Linked DNA regions of Mus musculus: region 2 is linked to region 1. A link is a contact called in public Hi-C data. All regions are on one chromosome and are shown on one strand. Each heading gives the region's core, a stretch centred on a gene start, on an enhancer-like site or on the middle of the called end of the contact. The rest is flanking DNA. Distances are from core to core; before and after follow the strand shown.

Region 1 (6,364 bases), core at 289-2,788:
ATCTTTCCTGGCATTTCAGTAAAGCCAAGGAACCATACTCTTTTTAAAGCTAATTGCCTGGAAAAAAATTCCTCCTCTCTCCAGTGCAGAATAAAAGTGGCTGACTGTCTAGCAATGACAGAGCCCTAAATGTGAGCCACTGCAGACAGGACGGGGACTAAAACCACCACCACGTCTACTCTGATTTTCAGATGGAAGATCTTCTGGCCAAGGTTCTGGAATTTACTGCTATCTCATTTGTGTACGGGTTCCAAGTCGTGTGTACTGATGGTTACCCAATAACAATCTTCTTCAAGTCCCGCAGAGTTGGATTTTCTATGTTGGATGGACTTAGGAAACCACTGTTCTCTGTCTTTGAGGAGATCAAAGAGTAACAGAGAACGAATGAGAGTTGTCTGTCAGTTGGACGCAACCTGGGTCTCCTCTTTGAAAAGTATCGATAATTAAAATGTAAGAAGACATAAACCTAGCCTCAGTTTTCTTGGTCATGGGTACCACCATCTGCCTCCAGGAAAATGGAGGGGAGTGTTGTTTGGTTTGGCTTGGTTTTTAAACTGACTGCATAGTGAATAAAAAGTACCACAAGCTAATAATGTCAAGGAAAAAGCAGTGAATTCAAAGCAAGGGTGAATTGAAAATATATGGGCTATTTAAGCAGAATGCTAAAACCCCATATAAGATCCACAGAGAGCAGGGGCAGGGTAGAGTCAGTCAGAGAGCACACATCCTCGGGATGTGAAACCCATAAGAATTATGGTCCCTGAGCAAAAATTTGTGTTTATTCAAGTATCTCAGCAAGAAGGCCTTTGCTATGGCAAACCCTTCTGCCTATGCATGCTACTGCCCAAACTCACTGTGCCCACTCTATTCATTACTTCAACCAGGAAGCCTGTCATCTTGCCACCATCCCTCCGTTCTCCTCATGCTGTTTTTTTGTTATACAAGGCCCACATTGGTAATGACTATCTATCTGCTTATCTTTCTTCCCCAACACACTGTGAGCTCCTGGAGGACATGGAGTTTGGCCTTATTTATTATGTATGGCAGTGCCTATTACACTTAGCATGGCCACATGGGAGGGAGGGAGGGAGGGAGGGAGGGAGGGAGGTAGGGAGGGAGGGAGGGAGAGGAGGGAGGGGAGGGAAGGACGTTAGTAAATCCTTCAGTGGTCTAGGTGCTCAGCCCTTAGAGAAATGTCTCCACTGAACTTACACAGGGATTTTGCAAGTAGAACATGCAGTAAACATCCCTCCCCTCCGGGTCAAGGGCAGAAAGTCAGCCGAGTGTCAGTCAAGTCTCTCTCCCTCAGCTAGAGAGACAATCCGTGAACAGCTTGCAAGCGCTCCTTGCCTTCAGTGCTGGGGGGATTTGGCTATGGGGCTCTTAACGAGATCAAGCTGAATCGCACAGTTTCATCCTGTCAAAATGCATTGGAAATCTTTCTTGGGTGATTTATCATGGAAATACACACATGGCGGGGGAAGGGGAAGGCAGGGGGATTAGAGGAAGCACAGAAAGCCACTCAGCCTGCAGTGCTCCGCTGGCACCTGGCACCATGCCCATGGTGGCCACTGCTGCTGATGGACAAGCCTAGGCCGACACTAGACAGATGGGCTCCTGTGAGAAGGCCACCTCCCGAAAATAAATAATCAAGGCCACTTCAAGAAAAGTGTGAACACGCAGCAGCCACAGCCAATAAATCCTGAACAAGTAGGTTCCAGTGAGAGGAATGGATTCATTCCAACCACCACCATTACTTCCCAGCCAGATCAGCTATAAGGAGGAGTAGCTCAGATCCACACCCCCACCCTGCAAGTCAATAGCAAACCAGCACTAATTTAAAGTAACAGTGTCCACAGTTACCTGAATCTGCTGCTCCAGAGAGGATTGTATAAAGCCAGAAATTTGAAACTATCACCCTGAACCTTCCCACATCTGTACATATTCCCTGCCTTTCTCCCGGCTGTGGAAGCTAACCTCAGGCTAATCCTTATTGTTATGGTGTATATGCGCCACTGTAGCAATCAGGACTTCTTGTTAAAAAGTAGTATTAACAAATGTGGGCTCAGACACAAAGCAGCTGCCATTTGTCAATGCTGTTTTGTAAAAAGGTGCCAACTCTCACTGCAGGGCCCTTGAGGGCAGAGACATGTTGTTCCAAGACTGAGAGCCTGTTCCTTGCCAGGCAGGATACTGAAAACAAACAAAACAAAGAGTGAGAGGACAGAAGACAAAGGGCTCTGCTTCCGGACCCCTGCAATCTAGTGGGGGACATAAAAAGAGCCAGAGAGGAAAGGCACGAAGAAAAGATCAATGTATATGTGTGTTGTACATGTGTGTTGTACTTTGAAAGCAGCAAGCTTAGTGTGTCCTAGGGCAGAGCATATCTGGCCAAGGAAAGGATTCTGGGAAGATCTGTGTCTCTGGCTGTAGGTCTATGTGCAGATAACCCAAAAGATCTCTCCTTAGAACTATATAGTGTAAATGGTGTGTGTGTGTGTGTGTGTGTGTGTATGGTGTAAATGGTGTGTGCGTGTGTGTGTGTGTGTGTGTATGGTGTAAATGGTGTGTGCGTGTGTGTGTGTGTGTGTGTGTGTGTGTGTGTGTGTGTGAGAGAGAGAGAGAGAGAGAGAGAGAGAGAGAATGAATTTGGGTCCATATAAGCTTTTCCTTTTCTGTTTCTTCTTTGTTCACATTCTCCTTATAAATATAGAGAATTCTTTATGTATTGTCTAAAGAATGTGAATGTTCATTGACAATGGCAAACCACCAAAACCAATAGGGTTCAATTTATCAAGACCTGTGGTATCTGTGTGTGTGTGTGTGTGTGTGTGTGTGTGTGTATTCTCTGTATGTGTGAACATGGAGGAAAGGAGAGAGGGAGGAATGGAGGGAGGGAGGAAGGGAGAGATGGAGGGAGGGAAGGAATGAAAGAAGGAAAGAGGGAAGGAAGGAAGGGAGGGAGGGAGGGAGGGAGGGAGGGAGGGAGGGAACAAGGGAGGATGGATGCCATGCCAAAACTCATTGGTAGTAGAGGTTGATCTTGACCTTGGCCGTCCTGTCTCCATCCCTGAGGGCTAAAGTCACAGGCACGCAGAAGCACACCCAGTTTATGTGACTCTGAGGATGGGACCAAGACTTCATAGATGCCAGGCAAGAACACTACCAACTGAGCTATATCATCAGTCTACCATGCCTATAGTTTTGAAAGTTACTTTTTAATAATAATTCTTGAAAGACAAAGAAAGTAAATATTGTATCAAACCCCAAATCTTGGAGAGCTTCAGTGTATAGCAGTTAGATTTCTGGGTTTTAGATCAAATGAGAAAATAAAGAAAATCATACCAAAAAGTATTAAAAAAAATCCTGAAAGCAGAAATCACTGTTGCTGAGTCACAGTGTTAGCTCACTGGGACTGCAGTCACAAACACGCTGAACTGGGTGACTTAGGACTCTGCTTATCCTTTCAATGTTCTGGGAACCAGAAGACAGAAATGGAGTCAGCAGCTCTGGTTCCTATTCTGCAAGCATCTTTCCTGTGCCTGTGCCTGTGCCTGGCTTCTGCCAATGTCAGCCATCCTCTGTATCCCTTGGCCAGTCTCTGTTGCTGGCTTCCTGGGCTTCCTCCCAGTGTGAACCTTTGTGTTCAACTTCCCTCATCTTATAAGACTAAACCCTGCACTAGGACCCATTGTACTCTAGCCTGAACTCAGTCACCCGGTTACACCTTCAAAGACCCTATTTCTAAATTAGGCCACATTCCCAGGCACTGGGATTAGGGTCTCAACATACCTTACCAGGAGTTGGGTATGGACAGGATTTGGCCCATAGCAAATACACATGAACACATTTGCTGTACAACCACTCCTCATTTTACCAAAGATCTGCCATACATATTCCCAAACTCAATGAATCCAGAGTAATGAGGGAAGGGCAAACAGTAATATGACCCAGAAACCTCACTGCCAGCTTCCTCCATTGTCTCATTCCTTATCCTGAACCCTGTCTAAGGAACACCATTCGCAGTGAGGGGGCTATGAATTTAGCATCAAACAAAAAAGTATCTTTTCTGAGTTTTTAGCTGAACAACCATGGGGGAGTCTGCTGTTGTACACACCAAAGTGTACGTGTGCATGCATGCTCAGGGGTGCCATGTCAGGGTGTCACACATCTGAAATGGTTCCATTATTGGTGCTCTGTTTGCTCTCTCTGCAGAAGCTTGGCCTCCTGGAACCCTGGGAATTCTGAAGAACACGTCCTTTTCTTATTACACTGTGGTAGCTAAGAGGTGAATGGAGTGCTGAAAGTAATATATAATTTGCTTTTTAATAAATGGCAGGCATGATGGAGCAATCATGTCTTACAAAGGAAGACAAATTTCAGTGGGGACAAACAGAGCATGAACCCAGTTTTCAGTTTTCATAACAGCAGATGTCACTAACACATCTGGGTGTTTGTTTAGTATTTGTCCCCCTGGTTCGTAGCTTGAAATAATGGCAGTTGAGGAAACTAAGATTGGTACTAAAGTCATCCCAAAGTTTGATGTGCAGCCAATTACCTCCCACTTGGCAAGGGCTCGGAGTATCTGCAGCAGTGAGAAGTCTGGCAGATTTTGCCCTTGAGGTTAAAGTATTAAACAGAATGAAAACTAATCTCACTTCAGTGAAGTGTGGTATGTACTTACACGTTGAATGTTTGAGCGACAACCTCATAAAGCATCTCCTTTAAAATGACTTTATTAGAGTAATTAAACACGTAGAAAATCATGCCATCTTTATGCTGTTGTACAAGAGCTCTTTCCTAGTCTCTCTTCATCTCTGGAGCTAAATAAATCTATACATAGCCGTTGCTGCTATATACTTCATTCGTTAGCTCTATATATAGATCTGTAGATAGAATATTCACTGTGAACACAGGTCACGCTATATTCACAGGGGGAATCATTTTTTTTAAACTGTAAATTCTTTTAATAGTTCACAGAGCCAGCCACGGAAGTAAAAAGTCAGACGTACCATTTTGGTCCTGTGGCTGCACATTTATTTCCTTAACCACTCAACAAATCTTTACTGTGTATTCATCTCATACACATACAAACACACAAACACACACACACACAGAGAAAGACAGAGACAGAGAGGGGGAGGGCAGGGAGAGGAAGAGAGAGAGAGAGATCCACTAATTTTTTAGTTTAACACCAACAGCAAAAAGAAAAGGTCTCTGTCCATTAAGACTTTAAAATAGTGGAGATGCATACCCTGCTACTTCCAACTGTGCAGCAGACAAACCCCTAAATACAAGCAGTCTCCACAACAAGAGAAAGGTGAAAAATACTGCATCCTTGCTCCACTCCCACTATGACAGCTCATTCCCTTCATAAACCACCATTGCTCTATTTCTCTACTGTCATTTTGTCGAGCTAAGGGTTACTGGAAGACAAGGGCCCACTGTGCTGGCTGGTTTTGTGTGTCAACTTGACACAGGCTGGAGTTAGCACAGAGAAAGGAGACTCAGTTAAAGAAATGCCTCCATGAGATTCAGCTGTAAGGCATTTCTCAATTAGTGATCATGGGGGGGGGGGGGGGGGCTCATTGTGGGGTGCCATCCCTGGGCTGGTAATCCTGGGTTGTATAAGAAAGCAAGCTGAGCAAGCCAGGGGAAGCAAGCCAGTAAAAAACATTCCTCCATGGCCTCTGCGTCAGTTCCTGCTTCCTGACCTGCTTGAGTTCCAGTCCTGACTTCCTCTGGTGATGAACAGCAGTATGGAAGTGTAAGCCGAATAAACCCTTTCCTCCCCAACTTGCTTCTTGATCATGATGTGTGTGCAGGAATAGAAACCCTGACTAAGACACCTACCAAGACCAGAAACCTACAAGTTTTGAAACCATCCAAAAAGACACATGACATTGGTCCTTTCCAGGGATTCTTAACCCTGAAACCCATCAACTTTCAAAGTATTTGTAAGAGAATTGTATGATTTCAATAGAAAAATAAAACACCTTTATTTTCATATTAAAATTTCTTATTGTGTAGCATGTAGAAAACAAATGACTGAAGTTAGAGGAACCTCTGCCTTTGCCTACAGAATACATCATAGCTGTTTCATGCCGTATCATAGCTGTTTCATGCCATATCATAGCTGTTTCATGCCATATCATAGCTGTTTCATGCCATATCAAGGTGCTGCAGATACCTTGAGACCATGCCTGTGCTCATGGTTACTGTTTTGCAATTATGGGAGTTATCAGGCAAATCCCTAAAGCATATAATTTTTAAATCATACATAGTGATACATCACACATTTGATTTTTAATATTTCGATAATTATACTTCAATACAGAATTTTAATTCATAATACCATATATAT
Region 2 (6,639 bases), core at 2,390-4,889, 130 kb after region 1:
ACACAGAAGGGTACACGACCTTACCCGGCTTTTTAAAAGTAGGTGCTAGGGCATTGAACTCAGGTCCTTGAACAAAGCGGTTCTTTCCAGGCTGAGCCGTTTCCCCAGTGCTCTGCCTCACTTTCTCACTGGACTCCATGCTTACTTTCGAGAGCTAGGGTGACTCCCACTCCACCTAATAAGCAGCTTGTGTTGGGTGGCATAGCCAGCTTGGTGAAGAGATTCTTAGCTGTTTCTGCTACTCATGCCCACACACCCAGCTGACTGAAAACTAAAGGCAGGCCCCTGATCCCACAGGAGGGTCACAGAGCAAGACCAGGAGTACAGGGCCCACATAAAAGCCTCCACATAAAGACTAAGACGCTGGCTTGCAGGACCACCAGGGCCTTTCCATCTGGATGTCACACACACCTTGCCGAACTGTGTATGCATTCGGTAAGTTTCTACAAGTATCTAACCTAACTGGGGTCTCAGTATTCAGTGGAGAACCAGTCCCCCAGCCCACCCTGCCTGGGAGCTTCTTAGGCAGGGAGCATAGCTGTGAGCAGATGTTTCCTTAAATCAATTAATTACAGTTATGATAAGGGCTCTGTGGGGGAATCAGAAGCACCAAGAGAATAGACTGGGACCAGGCCTGCTCTGAATTAAAGACAAACGGGGAAATGGAAAGCATATCTCCCGACAGAAGTCAGGTGAATTGACCTGTTTCAGGATTTGTTTTCCTCGGTGCTGCCAGTCTGTCTGGGCTTTCCTATTTGTTTTAGTTCAGTGCACATACAATATTCACTGAACCCTCAGGTTTGCACAAATGAGAAACTTCTGTCAACACTGCCAGCCATACTAGTCCTGAAGAAATGCTGTAGTCTATATCTTAAGTGGCCACAAAGGTGCCTGTGTTACAGGCAAGGATTTCAGAACCTTGAGGAGATGAGAGCTACATGGAAGAAGTTGGGTTAATGGGGCACAGAGTTTTGGAACAGGCTCTGGGGACTTGGTCCCTTCCTGCCTTTCTCTTTTTCTCCTGACTTCTATGACGTAAACAGACATCAACTGTCACATGTCCCTGCCATAGTAAACTATGTAGCTACAGGCCCCAAACCATGAAGACTTCGAAATCAGCAGCCAAAATAAACCTTTCATCCTTATAAGTTGATTGTCTCCGGTATTTCGTCACAGTGACAGAAAGCAGCCTAACTCGGTAGAATATGTGATCCTGTTCTCTGCCTTTTAATCTTTGAGATATTTGTGTTACAGAATTTTCTCTGCTTATATTTGCTCATTCACAGGTTTGTGGCAAAAGGGATACTTGATTGGTGAAAGTGGGGAGAGACTGAACCCCCCTGGCCTGTGTCTGGGGTGGGCCCTGGCTCTGCCTGGACTCTCCGCTGGTAAGGAATCCAATGCACCAGGCCTGCCTTGGGCCCCAGCTTTACTTTGTTAAGCACAACCAGAAAGTGCTCAGCTCTGCTGTTTGTGTTCCAGTCTCTCCACCTGGGCTAGGGCGTGAGCACTCCAGGTATCTACTGATGAATAACAAACCATCCCAAAATCCAGCTATGCCTTCAAAATAAGCTATTTGCTGGGGAGATGGCTTGGTTGGTAAAATGCTTGTTATATACACAGGAGGGCCTGAGCTACATCCTAGCACCCACCTAAAACCCAGATGTGGAGGCACATACACATAACCTCAGTGAGAAGAATCAACTGATTCATGTTCATCTTCATCTTCCATAATGGCAGATCTGTTTTCAAGGTGGAGGATGTCAGAAAAGTCCCATTGGGCCTCTATAGTATGAAATAATTTATGTTCCTGGCCCTTTAAATGATCCAATGCCCTATAGTGTCAGTTGGCCCTTGGACTTCTGGGAACAGGAGAGGATATTAAAGCCAGCAGAGGCAGAGAGCTGGGAGAGAGTAGTAGTCGGAGAGAGAGCCGTAGGACTGGGGAGTAAGCAGAAGTAGGGTCCAAGAGACAGAAGTGTAGGGTCAGAGATGACAGTAGATACAGGAAAAAAGACTGAGTAGGGTAGATCTAGTCCCTAAGTGTCATGCTGTAAAGCCCATCAACACAGCAGCAGGCCTTTTCTTCCCACCCAGCCTGCAGCTGGGCTAAGATACTGCTCCTTAATCAACCCCCGGGGCTGCCAAAATGGCGACTCCTATCAAAATGGTGGCACCAGGACAGCCTCCTCAGCCTGCAGCTATCACTGGAGCTGTCCACAGTGGCAACACCATCTTTTCTGCCTCAGCCCCACAGCCTTGGTGAAACACCTCTGCAGGAGCTGTCCCGTGGGAGCTGTCCTTGATGGCAGCCCCTCCTCTCCTGCCTTCCCCAGCAGTTCCTCAGAGACAGTGTCTAGCCAGTTGCAGCTTGAAGGGCTTCCCACCCTAACCCATGGGCCCCATGCAGGGGGATGGAAAAAAAAAAGCCACCAATCCCTGAGCAGGAAACCCCACCAATCCTGAGCTTCTCACAAGCTCCGCCCCCTAAGAAATCTTATAAAAGCCCGGTCTTTTGTTCAATTCTCTGCTGTCCGCTCCTAGGAGCAGAGGGCATCCACCCCTAGATTCATCCCTCCACACCCTGGACTGTCCAATAAATCTCTTTGATGAGCTTTTCTGCCTGGTGTGACTCTCACCGCAAGAAGCCGCGAAGCAATGAAGGGAAGAAGAGAAGGAGGAGCAGGGCTAAGGCCCCTGAGCTACTGAGCTCGGCTAGGGATGCCCTCCCCTGGGAGCTGCACCGTCTCTGCTGAGGCGGCTTCCTCTCAAGGCTGCGTGGTTCCTGGGCTCCCCTGTCTCAGGATGCCTTTCCACTGGGACACTGTCCTCCCTTGGAGCTGTGTGGTTTCTGGGCTTCTGAGTCCCAGGACATCCTCACATGCCAGCAGAAACCCTTATACTAGTGAAGAGACCGAACAGAGGGGAAAGCGGGCACAGGTGAAAGCGAACTGGACAAGCAAACTGAGAAGAGAAGACAGTGGGTGGCAACTGAGCCAGCAAGAGCTGAGCTGAGCCAGAGAAGACATTGTTAGGAGACAGATAAAATAAGAACCCACAAGCAAAGTAGCTAAGAGAAAAAAAACTAAAGAACGAAAGCTACAGGCCTCAAGCTAATACAGGAGACTAAAAAGCCTTTGCTTTGTAAGGTGACCTGTGGGCGCTGGCTGGGTTCATCTTACTGTATTTATACTCCACAAGTCAGAACTATGAAGCACAAAATGATGTTGTCCCTAGGAGCTGGAAGCCTGGACTTACAGAGGCATCCAGAGCAGGCTAACGCAGGCTAACAGGGGAAGGACTCCAGAGAACATTTCTAATTTCTCCTAAACTTTCTGCTGCGAGCTTAAAAACTCAGGCTTGGTGTGCTCAGCACTTGCTCTCCTCTGACCCGAGGGAGAAGCTGGGACTGGGAAAGAGACTCCAAATAATGCTTTTGGAATTCTTCCCAGACCCTTGCATTTGAGGTGGGCCTTTCGGGACCTGGAGGTGTAATACCAGGGATCTAACAGCTGCGGCCTCTCTCCACTGCTTGGCAACTTCTACAGCCTTTTCTGGATCAAACAGCCTTGCAGCAGGCCTGGTGTGCAGGGCACATCGCGCCATCTGAACCACAGATGGTTTCCGGGGAGCAGAGCCATGTGCTCGCACATGCAGAGCGGTGCCAGACCTGTGCTTGGAGCTCCTGTAATGCACATTGCCAAGGCCATGGCATGTGGCAGCATGGGTGTGCGGGGTTGGGTGGATGATACACAGAGTCAGGGGAATGCTTGGCCAGACTAGGTTTTAAATTCCCAGAGGGTTTGGAAGATTTTATTTCCCATCCATAGTCCATACGAATAATGCCATCAGCAAGGGTAATAGTAACAACTCTAACCATTCATGCTTACCATCTAAATCCCCAAACATCATCCTCAGAGGTGAGATGAGACTGCGATAATAGCACATTGCAGGCAAGGTTTGAGGCCCAGAGCTGCGATGCTACTTGCTGACAGTCATCCAAGATAGAGAATGGAACAGCAGAGAGGAGAGTTGACCCAAAGTCAACGTCTTTAACCACCCCGGCAGCCGGGCAAACCTGAAAGTTGTACTACAGTGTGTCCCTCAAATCCGGCACGCAGAGCTGGGCCTCTGCTTGGAGGTTTACATCTTCTCTGATAGATTAATTCCCCAGCTCTTCAAGGCTGCTGGGATAGCCACAGACTGGGTGGCCCAAACTAACAGAAATGTTTTCTCTCACAGTCTTAAATCAGAGTACTAGAAAAGACCCTCTGTCTCAATGTGCACATGTGTTCATGCCTGACCATTTGTCTCTATCTCTCTGTCTCTGCCTCACTTTCTGTCTCTGTGTCTCTGTCTCTGTCTCTCTCTTTCTCTGTCTTTCCGTGAATATGTCTCTCTGTGTGTCTCTGTCTGCGACCTCTCTCTTTGTTCTAGAAGTCCCTTCCTCTTCCTTAAGCTTCCAGAGGTGGTTGGCAGTCAGCCTTTGGTTTTTCTGACGTCTAGAAGCATCTCTTCAGTTTCTGCCTCCCCTGTGGGAGCTTGCTTTCCTCCCCTCTTAAGTAAAGCAGTTATTAAGTTTGGAGACCTCTACGTCAGGGACAGACATACATCCTCTATTCAGGGACAGATTCACCATCTTCTCAAAAGCCCCTGTCTGAGCTCATTTCATATGGAAAAACTCGTATTTCCAAATGAGGTGTTGACTGTGGGGTTTCAGGTGGGCATGATAGCAGGGGACAGCACAGTTCAAGTCAGTGTATGTGAAGAAAAGAATGAGGGCGCTCCACGTGCAGAGACGTCTAGACGTAGACTCATCTACTGTCACTCTTGTCCGGAGGTTAGCTTTCCAGTTGGCTTGCCCTGCCTTCCCGGAACTCTTCTAGAATTTTCGTCCTCTCACAGTGGTTACAACTCCTGCACTCCATCAGATCACCTGTAGGGGTTGCTTTTGAGGAGATTACACTCCTGGCAGCTGGCAGTGTCCTTGCTCTTCGCCTCTCTGGGCATCATGCACAGTCTGCACACAGCTCTCAGGATGGACCTTCTAAAGCATGTGTCATTTTCCAGATGGAAAGTTCCTCTCAAATGCTTCTCTCCCAAGAGGCCGACATGGCATTCAGCCTCCTTAACAAGGGGCATAACGCTGGGCCTCTGGGCGTCCACTCGACAGTCAGCCCTGGCCTCTTCTGTATCAGGGATATGCACTTGTCGCTTCCTATTTATAAATTAGCCCAGAAGTGGGGGTAATTAGGTGAACTGAAGGGCAAGAATGAGTCTGTGGGAACGAAAGAGAGGAAAGAGTAGGAAAAAAAATCTAAACGTATTTGGGTTAATAAAGTTTTTGATTAATTTGATAATGTGCTGCATACTTTGTGGTGGTGAGGGGTCAGATGACTCCTGGGCTCAAAACCCAATTTCTGCAAAATTCATGTTGCACTAAAATGGGTACCCCACTTAAGCAATGACCGGTAAGGTACCTAGATGTGTCTGCTAAATGAGGGCCATTATTGCTGTTGCTGCTGCTGCATTCCAGCCTGGGGTCCTGGTGTACTCTAGCTTCCTGCTACTGCTATACACAGGTTTTTCAAGTTCATGCCAACCCCTTTTTGGCAATGCCCCTTCCCTCTTTTGTGAAAGGAAAACCCAAGTTCTGTCTGAGGGCTGTTCTGTAACTTTTCAATTACAGCACCCTCCACCTGGCCAGGCAAACTGTTTCTTCCCCTGTTCTCTAAAGACCTAGGGCTTTGGAGCTTCTATCAGTTACCTGGCCCATACCCCCAAAGTGCTTAGCGCATCAGCAAGTTATCAAAGGTGATTGAATGCATACACAAAACACCATTAGCCTCCCCAACCACAGCTGCTTTCTCTTCTAACCCCACAGAGTAACCTTTGTCCTTCAGTCCACCTCCCTACTTACAAGGCCTCTGGACTGTTTATAAATAGGAAATGGTATCTGCATACACAAACATCCCAGAGGCCAGGAGCACAGTGAAGCCAAGGTCAGACACATGCTTCCTTGGTACTTTCTGGAATATCTGCTTCCCACAGTTACATTTCTTCAATTCCGAAGGCAGGGACATCTCGTTCATATTTAACACTCTTTATGCAAAACCTCTCTCTCCTTGAGCTCATATCTTTTCCCCAGGACAACTTCTATCTGGTTTTAAAATCCATTTAAAACAACTACACCATTTCCAAAGACTATGAATGCTCCATTAATGGCCAGAGCCAGCGTCTATTGAACGAGGCAAATTTACATTTTAGACTGAGAATCTGGGATGATTTTTCAAGTTGCAAGTTTTGCAGGAGTTGTGGGTGTGAGGGGAATACAGCAGGATGTAACAGGATTTGAGAGACACAGAGAAGTATCAACGAGGAACTGAATAATGTTCAATGAACGTGTTGGCATCCAGGAGTGTTCCAGACACAGAAAACAGCATGTGCAAAGGCTCTGAGGCAACGAGAAGCCTTTCATTCTCAAAGCTGACAGGAGCTGGGGATGTAGCTCAGTGTGGGAGCCACTGCTTATCTCGAAGTAGGCATTGGGTTCTCTTCTGAGTATATGCACATGTATATACTCACAGCTCCACAACTACAACTCTGTGACTTCCTGCCAAGAGACTGTGACACAGCTCA

Evidence for each region. A called contact is a pair of places that touch in the nucleus more often than the background predicts.
Region 2: a Hi-C map of cerebellum shows a contact between it and region 1, with 1.8 times the contacts expected there. The contact joins two enhancer-like sites. A contact is called at or near these places in 4 of 484 Hi-C or Micro-C datasets (the HL-1 cell line, cerebellum, nephron progenitors and 1 more).

Annotation. Positions count from the first base shown.
Region 1 is chr9:52,939,708-52,946,071 of GRCm38.p6, forward strand. No RefSeq gene overlaps it. Among named protein-coding and RNA genes, the nearest start is that of Gm39339, 65 kb to the left of the region's middle. Within about 2 kb of position 1,539, at least 29 of the 459 cell types and tissues checked have an H3K27ac peak or open chromatin away from gene starts, as enhancers often do. A contact at or near this core is called in cerebellum, where this site is marked.
Region 2 is chr9:53,068,727-53,075,365 of GRCm38.p6, forward strand. No RefSeq gene overlaps it. Among named protein-coding and RNA genes, the nearest start is that of Ddx10, 180 kb to the right of the region's middle. Within about 2 kb of position 3,640, at least 25 of the 459 cell types and tissues checked have an H3K27ac peak or open chromatin away from gene starts, as enhancers often do. A contact at or near this core is called in cerebellum, where this site is marked.